Regions from separate parts of the Rattus norvegicus genome. Here region 1 is linked to region 2. Evidence: chromatin contacts called from public Hi-C data. All regions are on one chromosome and are shown on one strand. Each heading gives the region's core, a stretch centred on a gene start, on an enhancer-like site or on the middle of the called end of the contact. The rest is flanking DNA. Distances are from core to core; before and after follow the strand shown. Region 1 has its middle 77 kb from the start of Zfp36l2. Region 2 holds the start of LOC108351166 (a long non-coding RNA gene).

Region 1 (6,593 bases), core at 2,211-4,710, 40 kb before region 2:
TTTAACATGAATATCTCCCAAGTAATATTCGAGATACATCTATACTGAAAAAAAATTGTGTGATGTCTGTCAGAAGCCTACTCCTTAGGGGCTGCACCAGGCAAAAACCCTACGGAACCAGAAAAACATAGGGAATAACTAAGAACCACTGAACTCAAAACCATTGACAGCGCCAAGCGCTGACACGGACATAGGGTAACTGGAACCCCGATACACTTCCCATGCGCTGTGAGGTGCACAGAGATGCTTGAGAAAGGAGGCCAGCTGCTTTCTCTTACAAGGAACTGCCAGCCAGGTGTGGAGGGATACACCTTTAATCCCAACGGAGTTCAAGGCTAGCCTGGTCTACTGAGTGAATTCCATGACAGCTGGGGCCACAACCAGAGAAACCCTGTCTTGAAAAACAAAGCAAAACAAAAGTAAAGAATCAGAAAGTGAAGGAAGGAAGGAAGGAAGGAAGGAAGGAAGGAAGGAAGGAAGGAAGGAAGGAGAGAGAGAGAGAGAGAGAGAGAGAGAGAGAGAGAGAAGAGTAAAGGATGCTTCCCAGACCAACACAGCCTCTGAGCCCAGTGCTCCTTGGGGACAGGCCTGTGTGACATCCATGGACCCCTTCATTCCACTGGCATGCCCGCAAGACCTACAACTCTGTCAGAAAGGACCCAATGGCCAGTCCCTCAGCCACACACACAGCACATGTGGACATCCCCTCACTGAGGGAAGTGAGGCCATCAGATGGTTAGACGCACACACCAAACCATCCCATGAAGGCGAGATCTGGGCCCACAAGCCCACACCAATACCCACGATGAGCTTGCCCACAGCCCCACCCAGTTGTACACTTGTCTCACACACACATGCCCAAACAGATCACGAACTGCAGTCACCTACCTACACACACTGACACACACAGTCCCTTAAGGTGACAGGAACTCAGCCAACCCTAGACAGGCCGCACCTGCAGTTTACATCCTGAACCCAAGTGCCTGAAATGTTTCTGGGGCCCATCTCTCCCAACTGCCATACCTCAGGGCTCCCAGAGAAAGGGCCTCATTTTCACTCTACGCTAAAGCAGTAGGTTTGCTTAAAACTTCATTCTAGGAACTGAAATGGCAACTGTGATGATTATAACACTAGACTACATATTTTATATATTATATTATATTATATTATATTATATTATATTATATCCACATTTGCCAGCATGTATTGAGCACCAGCTACACACACACACACACACACACACAACTTTGCAGCATTTGACCCCAGGGCTGGCCCCAGAACATTCCCTGACCCACAATGCCATGGGATAGATCCAAGGATATTGGGCCTTTCCCGTGTCTCAGGTACATGCACACTCCTGGCCCCCAGGAGATGCTGCTGTGCGGCTTAGCTGTGGAGAATGCGAGAGCAGGGGAGCATCAGGGGGCACTTCCTGTTCTCCTCAAAGCTCTATCCTTTGTTTAGTCAGGTTTGGGCCCTGGGTGTGGACTTGGAGGCGGTCCTTTGAAAGGAAAAGCAGGTTTGAACCCTCACATGGGGGTGCTCTGGATCTCCATGGCTTGAGAGGGTGAGAGAGCCTCCCTCCCTGCACACTCACATCCCTGCCCCTCCTTTGGAGCGCCACCCCCAGGAAATGGGAGCCAGGACCCTACAGAGTTCTCCACAGGAGACAGTAGCCTCCATGTGGGCACGAGAACCCTGGACTGCCCAAGCCCACCTAGAAGTGTGCAGAAGAAGGCTGTGTCATGATGATTAGCCTCTGGGACACTCCTAACTCCAACTAAAGGGGGATGCCTTCCTCGGCCCCCACTGCTGCACTGGGGCCTGGCCAACAGCTGTTCCTGGCTGAAGGTTCAGCTCTGTCCCACCCACCCAGTCAGTCCCTAGGGGACACGCAAGCGGCTTTGATGCGCTTGTCAAAGCGTTCTTGTTCTGACAGCTGTTTCCCAGGAGGGCACTTACTGCCACAACCACCTCCCACATCTGGCTCTGGGAATAGTGCCCCACCCATCAGCAGACAGAAATGCTGAACACACAGGGACAGCTGAGGGCCTCAGCCCATTGGGACTGAAAGGGGTCATTCCATCCCCATTTATAGACGAGGTCAGGTACTCTCTGCTCCCAAGGGCTGGCCACAGTACCCTAAGGGCTCTAATTCAGGTCTGAATCCTCCTCCTTGGCTTAGGCCCAGCTCCACTTGCACAAGCCACATTCAAACCAGAAAAGTGTTGCAGGGTACCCAGAACTAGAAAGGACAAAGAAGGAACAGTTAGAGTGGACTCAGAGTCCTTGCTCTGTCCTCTCAGTGGAGTGATCATGTCTCCCGTGGGACCCATTGACCTTGGTCACTATAATAAAAAAATACCAGATCTGAATTTATTTCAATCAGCATTCATAACCTGGGCTATTCTCTGTGCCTTGTAGGACAGTCACTGCATCCCTGACATTTATTCTAAGATGCCAGTAGCATCCAGCCCCTACCCACATCCCCAGAATTATCAATAGACATGGCCAATATGCCCCAGGGGCAAGACCACACAAATACGAGCACAGCTGATCTTAAAATTACTTTAGTCCCAGCACTGTGGAGCTGAGGCAGGAGAACAGTAAGTTCAAGACTAGCCTGGGCTACATAGTAAATGTGAGTCCTGTCTGGGCTTTGTAAGACTGTCTAAAACAAAAGGGCACATACGATCTGTCCCTGGACCTTCTCAGAGCTCCAGGAAAAAAGGCAGCAGATAACCTATGTGCAAGGATCGGGTAACATATGTACAAGACAACGCAGTATGTGTGAGAAGTCTGCAAAAGCCTGAGGCCATCTAGGAAGGCTTCCTGGAGGAAGGGGGAGTTTTTATTTGGCTAGATACAAGCAGCCTGGAAAGAAAATAGTGTAGGGGAAGTCTCAAGAGCAGTACAAGGGGCTCATGGTGGGGAAGAGCTTGCTGACTCTCCCAGAGGCCGTTGGGAAACCCTCTACTGTGTAGTGAGGGTCTGACAGAGGAGATAAGCAGGCGGGACTCAAGATCGCCCTGCCTTCTGCAGATCTGAAGAGGGTCAAGCCCAGAGTAAGCAGGGAGGATTCCTCACTCCTCAAGCCTGCTCCTGTGTGATGTCCCCCACCAGTCCATGTGGCTTGGGTTGGCAGAGATTTCAAAGACCCAGGAGCCTACTAAACTTTATCCTGGGAACCCCAGCTCTCCCATTCCACCCCCCAGCCCGGACTTAATACTGCATTGGCTTTTCGAGGCACTTTTGATTTAAAATGGGCTTCCAGAGGGAAAGACCCCCCCCCACCCGGGGTCAAAGTTAAGGAATGTGGGGTTCGGGCTGCCCACAGGGAGCTTCTGAGAGATCCTACCAGCAGGGGGCGCTGTGAACCCAGGCACACGGTCCAGGCTTGGGGAGGGAGGCGGCAGCCACATGGTGAAGCCTCCAGACTCTGAGCCTAGCTCCACCCCAGGGAGCTTGCGGGCCTGTGCTCAGCATGGTGTCCCCTCCTCCCGGCTTCCCAGGCTCACCCACCCTTACCCCTCACCTGAGGAAGGAGAAGCCATTGTGCTGACCATTTGGCTGATGATGCAGCAAGGTCAGAGAGAACAGAGACTCAGCAGCCTGCTGCAGATGCGGGTTGACCCACCGGCATGCCAGTGTGTCAGCCCCATGTGGTTGGGGCAACCTTTGGGCCTTGTTGGCAAGCCTACGCTGTCCTCAGGCTGACACTGCATGCTGCAGAGGCTAGCGTGGACAACCCCACGTCGTGAGAAGTGCTGGCCAAGGGGAAGAGGTACATGCTCAGGCCCAAGTCGTGTGGAGTAGAGGGTAACCAGCACAGCAGGCAGAGAGCAAGTGGACACCGTCCTGCGTGAATTCTCTCTCAGCAGCTAGCTCTGACAACAATGAGCCACGGTTGGCATGCAGGGGTGCTTGTGTACGCGCGCGCGCGCGCGCGCGCACACACACACACACACACACACACACACACACACACACACACACACACACACACTGCCTGGGGTGCTGGGTGACATGTTGAGGACCCATCTGAGAAGCAGGTGTGGCTATGAGCCCATCTGATAGATGAGAAAATGAAGGCTCAGTAAAAGTAGCCTTGGAGAGTTTCTGAGATTCCCAGGAGGAAACCAGCACACCCCAAGTCTGCCTAGCACTCACCTGTGCTCCCAGAGCTCCTGCTGGGCCTAGAGGTCTAAGTAAATAAAGTTTGGAGCCCAGCCTGCAGAATCTGTGGCTGAGGAGAGTGCTACTGAGGATGGAGGGGAGTGGACAGGACCTCCTGGAGACTCCAGGAAGGAGCCCAGCAGGCCGCCTGGCTGTTTCCAGTCAGAGACCCTCCTGGAGGGGGCAAGCCTTGAACAACAAGCTTGATTCCTGAACAAAGGCAAACAATTGGTTCACACCAGCCAATCCCCTCAGTACCTCCTCCCTCCTCTCCCCACTCCCCCGCTTGCTGGTACCCGGCAGCATCCAGGTCCAACTAGAGAGGAAGGCAGAAGCTACCAGGAAAATAGGGCACCAGATCTGTGGGTTCAACCAGCCATTCTTGCTAGGTATTGACTAAGCTCTTAGAAAAATGGAGAGTAGGGTCTGGAAGCACACACCAGTCTTTGCCTACTCAAGAGGCTGAGACGGGGGAATTTTGAGTTTCAGGAGCGCTTGGACAATTTAATGAAAAATCTTCTTAAGATAAAAAGAGAATAAAATACATTTTTTAAGAAGAACCAGGCATGGTATTGGTATTATACACCTACAGTCCTATAAAATAAAATTAATGTTTGCTTTCGTTTCTTAAGAGAGGGGGAAGAATTCAAAAGACAGGCAAACCCAGGATGTGTGCTCTTGCCAACAAAGACAATCAGGGTTGAGTAGGATTAGAACCAGGTCTGCAACTGAGGAAGGGGTACAACAGTTGGAGCCCCAGGAGAGCTGGCTAGGGTGTGTTCTAGAACTTGGGAAAGGATCCCTCTGGTCTAGGCAGACCACAATCAAGAGGTCAGCAATGGTGACAAATCTGGAGGTCTACTGCCCCAAGAGCACTGATGAGAATTCAACTCGGGGCAGAACAGGACCAAGAGCTCTGAGGTTTAGCCAGGTGGCCTTAACCCTTTTCCCAGTGCTCCAACCTCTCTATTGTCACCACAATGCTTGCCTAGCAGTGGCTCTGTGTGACAACGGAGCACTGAAGTCCTGGAGGCTGCAGCCTCCTGTGGGGCCAATGTTGCAGGAGAGACAGGAGAAGACAGTGCTGGGCAAAGCTTCTGGCTCCTAGGGCTGGGCTCCAGTGCACAAGGTGCTCTGGGCTCTGCTCCTCAGCTGATGGTGAAGATGTTACGACCTTAGTAGTGGGCTCTCTTGCTTTTTGTGGTTTCCTTTTTGCACCTTAGGAACAATTTCTTTTGTTCCAGATAACTGAAGGGAAAGTGGACGCTGTTTAAAAGTCTGTACCTGAGGAGCTGTCTCTTGGGGTCCCAGAGGGCAGCCTGGTGGGCTGGCATTTCTTCCTGCCTGTCCATGCAGGTATCCTCCTGGCACGGGGTTGGGGTTTGGGCTGCCTCGTATGCCAATCTGGGCCTCCTCTTGCTATTCAACTCCACTGACAGGGAAGACCAGTATGGACCTGCCCTTTCATCCTGCTTCTGACATGAAGTCATATGTACTCCCGGCCACTGTTCCATTGATCCACGGGTCACCTCTGAGAACAAGGACAAGAAGGGAAACAGATACAAGACTGCCAGCTTCACATGGGCAGGAGAAGCAACAGTAGGTCCCCAGGAGTGTGACTGTGCAAAGGCCAGCAGGATGTCACAGTCTGGGCCTAGGTAAGCTATGAGACCCAATGACCTCATCCCAGAAGCTCCAGGGCAGAAGTTGGGGAACCCAGGCCTGGGTCACAAGGTGTGGGATTCAGGGCTTCCATTCAAGAATGCAATTGGACATCCTTCCTGGGAGATATTCGGCTGAGGAAAGAGCGGGAGTAACTATGGGGCAGGGTGGAAAAGGGCCTACTGCGCTTAATCCCAGCTTGGTAGCTATCCCTATTGGTAGACAGGGACCTGCAATAGCAAAACCAGGACTGAGTTGGACCTCTAAAGGCCCCTGTGGAGATACCCTGGTGGCCTTACAGGCCAACTCTCCCAGGATATGCCAGGGTGTTAGGCTATGGTTTGTTGCCGAGAAGACGACAGAGGTGGGTGATGTCACCCAGGAATGAAGCAAGCAAGCTACTGATAACATCGACAGTCAGGCTTACTGTGGGCAAGGTGACTCATCCAGACAGCCACAGCCACCAGGACATTGTTGTTGTGCCCAGCCAGTAGGACTGGGAGGAGTGGCTCTTGCAGCTGGGACAGGTCCCTACCGAGGCCTCTGGTGAGACCTCTGGTGAGACCTCAGAACACCGTGTCCCCAACCTCTATTACCCCACCAGCTCAGGAAATAGCCCTCCCCGTGGCGGTTACCATTATCTTGGTCTCCAGCATTTGGTGGGTGTCTGTGGGGTGTGTCGGGTGATTTCCCTACCCGCCCACTGAGCACAGCAGGTACCAGAGATTCAAACAGCACACCAGTTGCTCCCCCCC
Region 2 (6,580 bases), core at 3,950-6,449:
CAGTGAGAGGCAGCAGTGAGAGGACAAGCATGCCTGTGTGAGCCTGGGTGAGGTGCAGAGGAAGCACGGCTGGGGCGAAGTGTTAATGGCTCCCTTCCCACCCAGCCTGAGCCAGCTCTCCCAGACTCGTTCCTTCTACCCAGAAATGCCTCTTCCTCCCAGTCCCAACACGCTCCCTCCATGTCCCTGGCTGCAGATCTGTCCTACTTTGACAAACATCCCACTCAGCCCTTGGGTTTATGGCTTTGCCTAGCACCTACCTTTATATGGTTGGGAACCTGTACTGTGGTCCTGGCAGAGTGGAGGATTCTGGGCTGGGAATGGGGGCTAGGTCCGGCCGGCAAACCACAAGAGGAGGGTTGGGTGGACAACACGGAGAGACACACTTGCTGGGCCAAGCTGTGTTTAAGGACAGAAGCGGGGAGTCCCAAGAAGGTGCTGAGCTTGAAGGGTGGAGGGGACTCTGGGAGACCATTCCTGAAAGACACGCTCAGCCCTTTGGTTTGTCTTGAGACGTGGTGTTTGGAAAGTACCCACTGTCTCATGAGTTCTTTATCTCATGTCCACAAAATCTCGTAAGTAGAATCAATGGCAGTTTAGAGAAGACAACACAATCCCGGGCCCCAGAGACATGTGTGTTGTAGACATGCATGCTTTAGAGCTGGTTGATGACCGAACAAGTTCTCAAGCCCAGGCAGGTGACTGAGGAAGTGCATGGCGCTGGAAAAAAGCCACCACACTGTTCAGTCTTGTCAGGAGTTGTAAAGTGTTCAGATCTGGGCCTCTGTCGGCTCAGTGTTCCAGGAAGGCTCATCCATTCCGTGTAACTCTCCGTACCCTTTGATACCCCAGGGTCCCTGGGAGCCTTGAGTCCAGCCTCAACTACATAGGGAGTTTTGGGGCTAGCCTGAGCTTTATGTGATGCTGCCTCAAAAATAAATGAATAAATGCACCACACTCCAAATGTGTTGCTCACTTTATCATCTGCACAGCTCTCTTTCGGGACCCCAAGTCACGCTGCTACCCAAGGGACCAGGTCTATCAACCACGTTCGCTATAAAAGGATTTTTAACTTAAGAACTCAGGAACCACTTTGCAGACCAAGCTACTGAGATAATACTTGGGACCGAGTTTCAAAGCAAAATGGGCTACAGTAAGGGACAACCGGAGCACCTGGGGCTCCTAGTCTGTCACTCCCAGGAAACAGCCCAGTTGTGGTGGCACACGCCTGTAATCTCACACCAAGAAGGTAGGAGAGAGAAGTCACCGAAGTTTGAGGCAGGACAGCAGCAAAAAGCAGGAGGGGGAAGGGGTGTTCTAGCACTCAGGAAGGAGGCAGGAGAATCCACTTAAGTTTAAGACCAGGCTAGTCTCCATAGAGTCCCAGGCTAGCCAGGCAAACAGCAAGACACTACCCCGAGAAGGTAGAGTAGAAGAGAGGATACTGGGGGTGAGGGGGGGCGGTGTTTCAGGAGAAAGGAAGGGAGGGAGGCAGGCAGGCAGGGAGGGAGGAGCTAGAGGCATGGAGCACCAAGACTGGGAGCCTGGAGATGTTGGGAACAAGCTCATCCTGTCTCCCAACAGAGTAAGGACACTTCCAGAAACTCAGCAACCCCTGGACTCAGCTGCCGCCTATCTCGTGTTTCTCAGGTTTGTGGGAGTCTAACGTGGCCAGGCCCGAGTTTGCGGTTCTGCTGTGGAAGGAATCGGCTTTGTATGGAAAGACATACATACATACATGTATGTATGGTTTATGACACCAAAGGGGAAAAGCAAAGGAGGAAGCTTCTGAAACACCGGTACTGCATGCCCAGTGCAGTGTTTTGTGTTTTCAACTTTGTTTTTGCGGATTTTGTTTTTTATGGGTGTTTTTTTTTTGGGGGGGGGGTTGCTTTTTTTTTTTAACCCTTGGCAACCTTGTAAAGGGAATTTGAGGATTCCCATTTTTATACATAGGACTCAGAAAAGTCAAAGCAATTCAGAGGTGAGGGCAGCCCCTCTAACCAGCCCGAGTTGGGGCCTCGCTGGGGGCGGGACGAGCGGAGAAGGTGTGGACTTGGCAGGGGACATCCTCCTGCCTGCCTTTATTGTTCGCAGAACCGAAAAAGTGATGGTAGCTTTCCTTCCTGTCTTTAAGAAAACAACAGAATCAAAACAAACAGAGAAGGGGAACTCCCCTCCTCCGGCCCTTGCCAGAAAGAAAAGGAAGCTTTCCTGCCTGCGGCGACCTGCGCTACTTCAGGCTGGGACAGAGGCTGCTAAGCCAGCTAAGCCAGCACCCACACTAAACCCCGGGGCTGCCAGGTCCCCTGCTTACTGAGTCTGGTCTTAGCTTACTTCCAAGAAGGGACACAGGCGCACATGAGGCAGCTAAAGGCCAGGGCCAGGAGGAAACGGAAATACAAAGTCCAAGACCTAAAACCAACGGCTCTGGAAATAACTCCCAGTTGGTTCACACAGTGCTCCCAGACCCCGCCTCATTTCTTAGTGCCCAAACTACCCACACTTACTGAACTCAGAAAAGGGGCGTCACCCCCCAAGGTCCTATCCTCCCTGTCCTGGACTTGCCTGTGTGTGCCTCGAGGACCTTGCCAACAAAGTCTAGAACAGCCACAGTGCCCTTGATAACGAAAGAGACCCTTCACCTTACCCAGATCGCTCCTACTTGGCTCTTTTAGTCACAGATAGCTTGTGGTAACTGTCTACAGTGACTGACAGCCAGAGTGATTTCTACCCCTCTAGACAGAGGTCTGAGGCCTCAAAGGTAGCAGTGTCACCATTACCAAGTTCACAGTGACAATGTTTCCTCTGTACAGGTCCACTGGATCAGACTCTGCTTTTGCAGACACTCTAAGGCCATCTGTGCCCGTTGAAAGCTTTAGTTCAATTAAGGAATTTGTCTGTGGTCTGGGTTCACAGTGAGCTGGTCACTGAGAGAATAGTTATTCTCCACTGAGGCTAATTAGTCTCAGGAAACGGTAAGTGACTAGTGCATTCCGCACTCAGGCCTGTACCTGCCCCTTTGGGAAATGTCCGCTGTCTCCCAGGGCCAGAGAGAACCTGTGGTGTGGAGTGGAATCCAAAGGGAAACTGCTCGGAGGCTGGACTAGGGAGAGAGTCAAAGTGATGTTTCTTCTAGATCTGTTGTTGGACAACTGCTGGTCCCAACTGCCTGCTGGGTCGTTCCTGTCCTAGGTCCTGCACTTAATGTCCCTGAGTTGGCATCAGCTGAACGAACAGCCACTTCCTGAGCTTTGCTGGCAGCAGGCGGCCAGAGGTCAGAGGTCAAGGAGGGTTGCTCTCTGAAGACCAGGCCAGAGCAGAGCTGAAACTGGGTCTTCTGAGCCCCTGCACAATCTCTTCCTTGGCATCCCCACTGCCTGAGGCCAGTTACCAGTTCTCATGTAATATTCAAACCTCATCTCCCTTCCTGATCTCTTATCAAAGCACAAAAGCCAGCCCGAACCCTGCCTTCCCTCCAAAGTTTCTGCTGGCTCCCCATTGCTCAGTGGATCTGGAGAACAAGGGTTAATGGCTACTCTCTTGGATCATGATCCTGCAGCTGGATGAGCAGATTGGTTGGAGGGCAGATACTCTGGGACAGTTAGTTGCCTTGCGTGTGGCTGCCTTCCCAAAGGCCCGGTTCCAGTCACAGTAGGCATTTGTCTTTCTCTCTTCTGTCTTTCCTGAGTATGGTGACTCTAGGACCTTGCACATACTGCCCAAGCCACTCTGGAAGTTGTACACGCCTGTGTAGCCCTGGCCTAGAACTTGCTGTAGACCAAGCAGGCCTCACACTCAGAGATCCATCTGCCTCTACCCTGAGTGCTGGATTAGAGGTGTGCACCACCCACCAAGTTGGCCTTAAATCCTCCTGCCTCAGCCTCCCAGATAGCCCAAGCCTAGGTAAGACCCGGCTCTCTCTCCCACCTCTAGAAAACCTCCTACCCTGAGGCCCCACCATCCTCCCTGCACACAGGGCAGATAAGGCTCTGTCAGTTCAGGGCTCTATTGTAGAGCGGTTATCTGTTGTCACAGCTGGCTCTTCTGATCCCGGGCCTCGCCAACCCAACCGCCCTTCTCTGGGGTCTGACTCAGTGGCACCCTAGGAAGCTTTGCATGAACAAATCAGTTTGCTCTGTAACTTCCAGTCAATTCCCTCTGCCCTGCTGACGCCAAGAGAACATCCTGTCCTGGGTAACTGGGAAGAAGTGGCTGGCCTGTGGGTATGTGGTGTGTGTGTGTGTGTGTGTGTGTGTGTGTGTGTGTGTGCGTGTGTGTGTGCGTGCGTGTGCACATGCAGAGATCACTGGTGTGGTTTGTGGCACCTGCTATAACCTGAGAGAATCATCGATGAGTAGATGCTGTACTAAGCATTTGTACTATATCCTCACGTGGCTCTAAGGGAGACCCTGGGACTACGTGGAAATGCATAATTATAATAATTATTATTTATTATATAAAATATTCATAGTATTGTTGTTTTCCGAGACATGGGTTTGAACTTGCTTTGTAAAGCAGGCTGGCCTCAGATTCACACCTGCCTCTGCCTCCCCAAATGCTAGGATTAAAAGAGCACCAGCACCAGCACCAGCACCACCACCCATCTTGGAAGTCTTTTTAAAGAAGTCTGTGTGGGGGTGTATTCCACAGGTAAGGCCCTTGCCTGGCTGGCATGAGATTCTACATTCCATCTCCAGCACCAAATAAGGAGTAAATAAGTATAAACAGGAAGTCTGTTTCCCATGTAGGGACCAGTGCCAGTGACCCTCCCACAGGACCTATCTTTCTCTATGTGATCTCCAGCTGTCACCCCATCAAGTCCCCACCTAAAGGGGCTTCAGCCACCACCCAGCAGAGCCCAGGACTGGGGCCCAGGATTCATCCTGACTTGCCATCCACCTCCAACTGGGGTTCTGGCACAGGCCACTGGGTTCAGGTTTCAGTGTTTTCCTGTCTAGGGCACTTTCTATTTTTCAATACTTTCCCTATCACAGCCAAATAACAGAAAAAGGAAATTGGTTGAACCTCCTAAAGACAGGGGGGGAGGGGGCAGTGAGGGAGGGGAGGAGAAGTGGGGGAGACAGGCCAAGCTAGCTTGGGAAAAGCTGGAGGCCAGGCTGCTGGGTACCACTCCCCCTCCCTTCCCAGGCTGACTCACACCCCCTTCTCCTTCCAGGGCTGACTCATTGTTTCCCCACAAACAGCAGGCCTGCCAGGCCCGGGTTCTTTCTTAATGAACAGCCCCAGAGCCTGCTGGATGCCATCCTGGCCTCCCAACAGCTGGGCCAGGCCCAGAACAACTGAGTTATCTCTGCCTGCACCCTGTTGGCGAGGGAGAGCCGCTCCAGGGAGAAGAGAGGGGTGTGGGCAAGGCAGTGTCCTGGGAGCAGCCATCTAACAGAGCTTGGGCTTCTGGAAGATTAGGGGGGTGATGGGGGTGGCCAAGCAAGGCCCAGGCTCCCCATCTGTAAAATGTTGGAAGAACAATCCTGCACCTTAGAGGCGTTTGGTGAATCAGTGACTTTGCCTTTATCCCTTCGCGGGTGCAGCATGCATGCAAGCATTTGTGTTGTGCAGAATAAGCCTTGTGTTCTGCAACCCAGGCTACGTCTTTGACCATAAGGATGGCTGTAACTTTTTTTTTTGAGGCCGAGGTCTCATGCAGCCGTCGGCGTCCAGAATGGCCTTGACTTCTTAATCCTCCTGGTTCCCCTTCCCCGAGTGAGTGCTGGGATTACTGAATTACACCACCGCCCTCAGGTTTATGCTACTCATTTTTAAAAGATCTATATGTCTCCTGCGGTTGGGGTAAAAAAAAAAAAAGTGTGTGGGGACCTAGTGTTAAATGAAACACCCAGAACCCCAGGGGATATTCAGCTGTGGGGGTGGTGTGAGGGTCCCAGCAGGCCCTGCTCCTTCCCTCAGCACCCCTCAGTGAAAGCATTGATGATTCCCAGCAGGATCTAGCCAGAGCCCCTAAACCCCTTTTCTCATGGAAGCTGTGGTGGGCAATCCTCTGGGGAGCTGGGCGCCAGCTCCTGAGGATAAACCTGCCCACCTGGGCCACTGCTGAAGAGGCTTTAGGTTTCCATCCTAAGCCCACGGGGATGAAGTGGTGGGGGAGGGGAGCCCAGGCTCACTGTGTTCTCATCCGAATCAGTGATCCAAATTGCTGGAAATTCGCCTCGACAGAGGTGTGCTGGCCTGACCTGGCCTGGCCAAGGCCCCAAGTCCAACCCCTAGGATCATCAAAAAAGAAAGAGGAAAAATGAGTGGAATTCCTATCTAATTTCTCCAGCTGGAGTTGTAGATTTGAATTGGGCTGGACAGTTCTGGAAGTTAGCGCCCATCTCTGACCCTCCATTTCCTTGTCCTTATTTATTTATTTATTTATTTAGGTTCTTTTTTTCGGAGCTGGGGACCAAACCCAGGGCCTTGCGCTTCCTAGGCAAGCGCTCTACCACTGAGCTAAATCCCCAACCCCTTCCTTGTCCTTATTAAGAGAAGAATCCTTGCCTTGAGCAATGGGACAGAAGAAGGCACCCCAGACACAGCTGAGTAGCTAGCCCGGTGTAGA

Evidence for each region. A called contact is a pair of places that touch in the nucleus more often than the background predicts.
Region 1: a contact with region 2 is called in a Hi-C map of liver, with 2.9 times the contacts expected there. The contact joins two enhancer-like sites. A contact is called at or near these places in 4 of 12 Hi-C or Micro-C datasets (frontal cortex, hepatocytes and liver).

The regions. Positions count from the first base shown.
Region 1 is chr6:16,316,333-16,322,925 of GRCr8, reverse strand. No RefSeq gene overlaps it. Among named protein-coding and RNA genes, the nearest start is that of Zfp36l2, 77 kb to the right of the region's middle. Within about 2 kb of position 3,460, at least 29 of the 93 cell types and tissues checked have an H3K27ac peak or open chromatin away from gene starts, as enhancers often do. A contact at or near this core is called in liver, where this site is marked.
Region 2 is chr6:16,278,505-16,285,084 of GRCr8, reverse strand. LOC108351166 (a long non-coding RNA gene) reads left to right here and starts at 1,521. Exons shown (of 3, transcript XR_010052161.1): 1 at 1,521-1,650; 2 at 4,566-4,653; 3 at 5,180-5,826. Within about 2 kb of position 5,199, at least 60 of the 93 cell types and tissues checked have an H3K27ac peak or open chromatin away from gene starts, as enhancers often do. A contact at or near this core is called in liver, where this site is marked.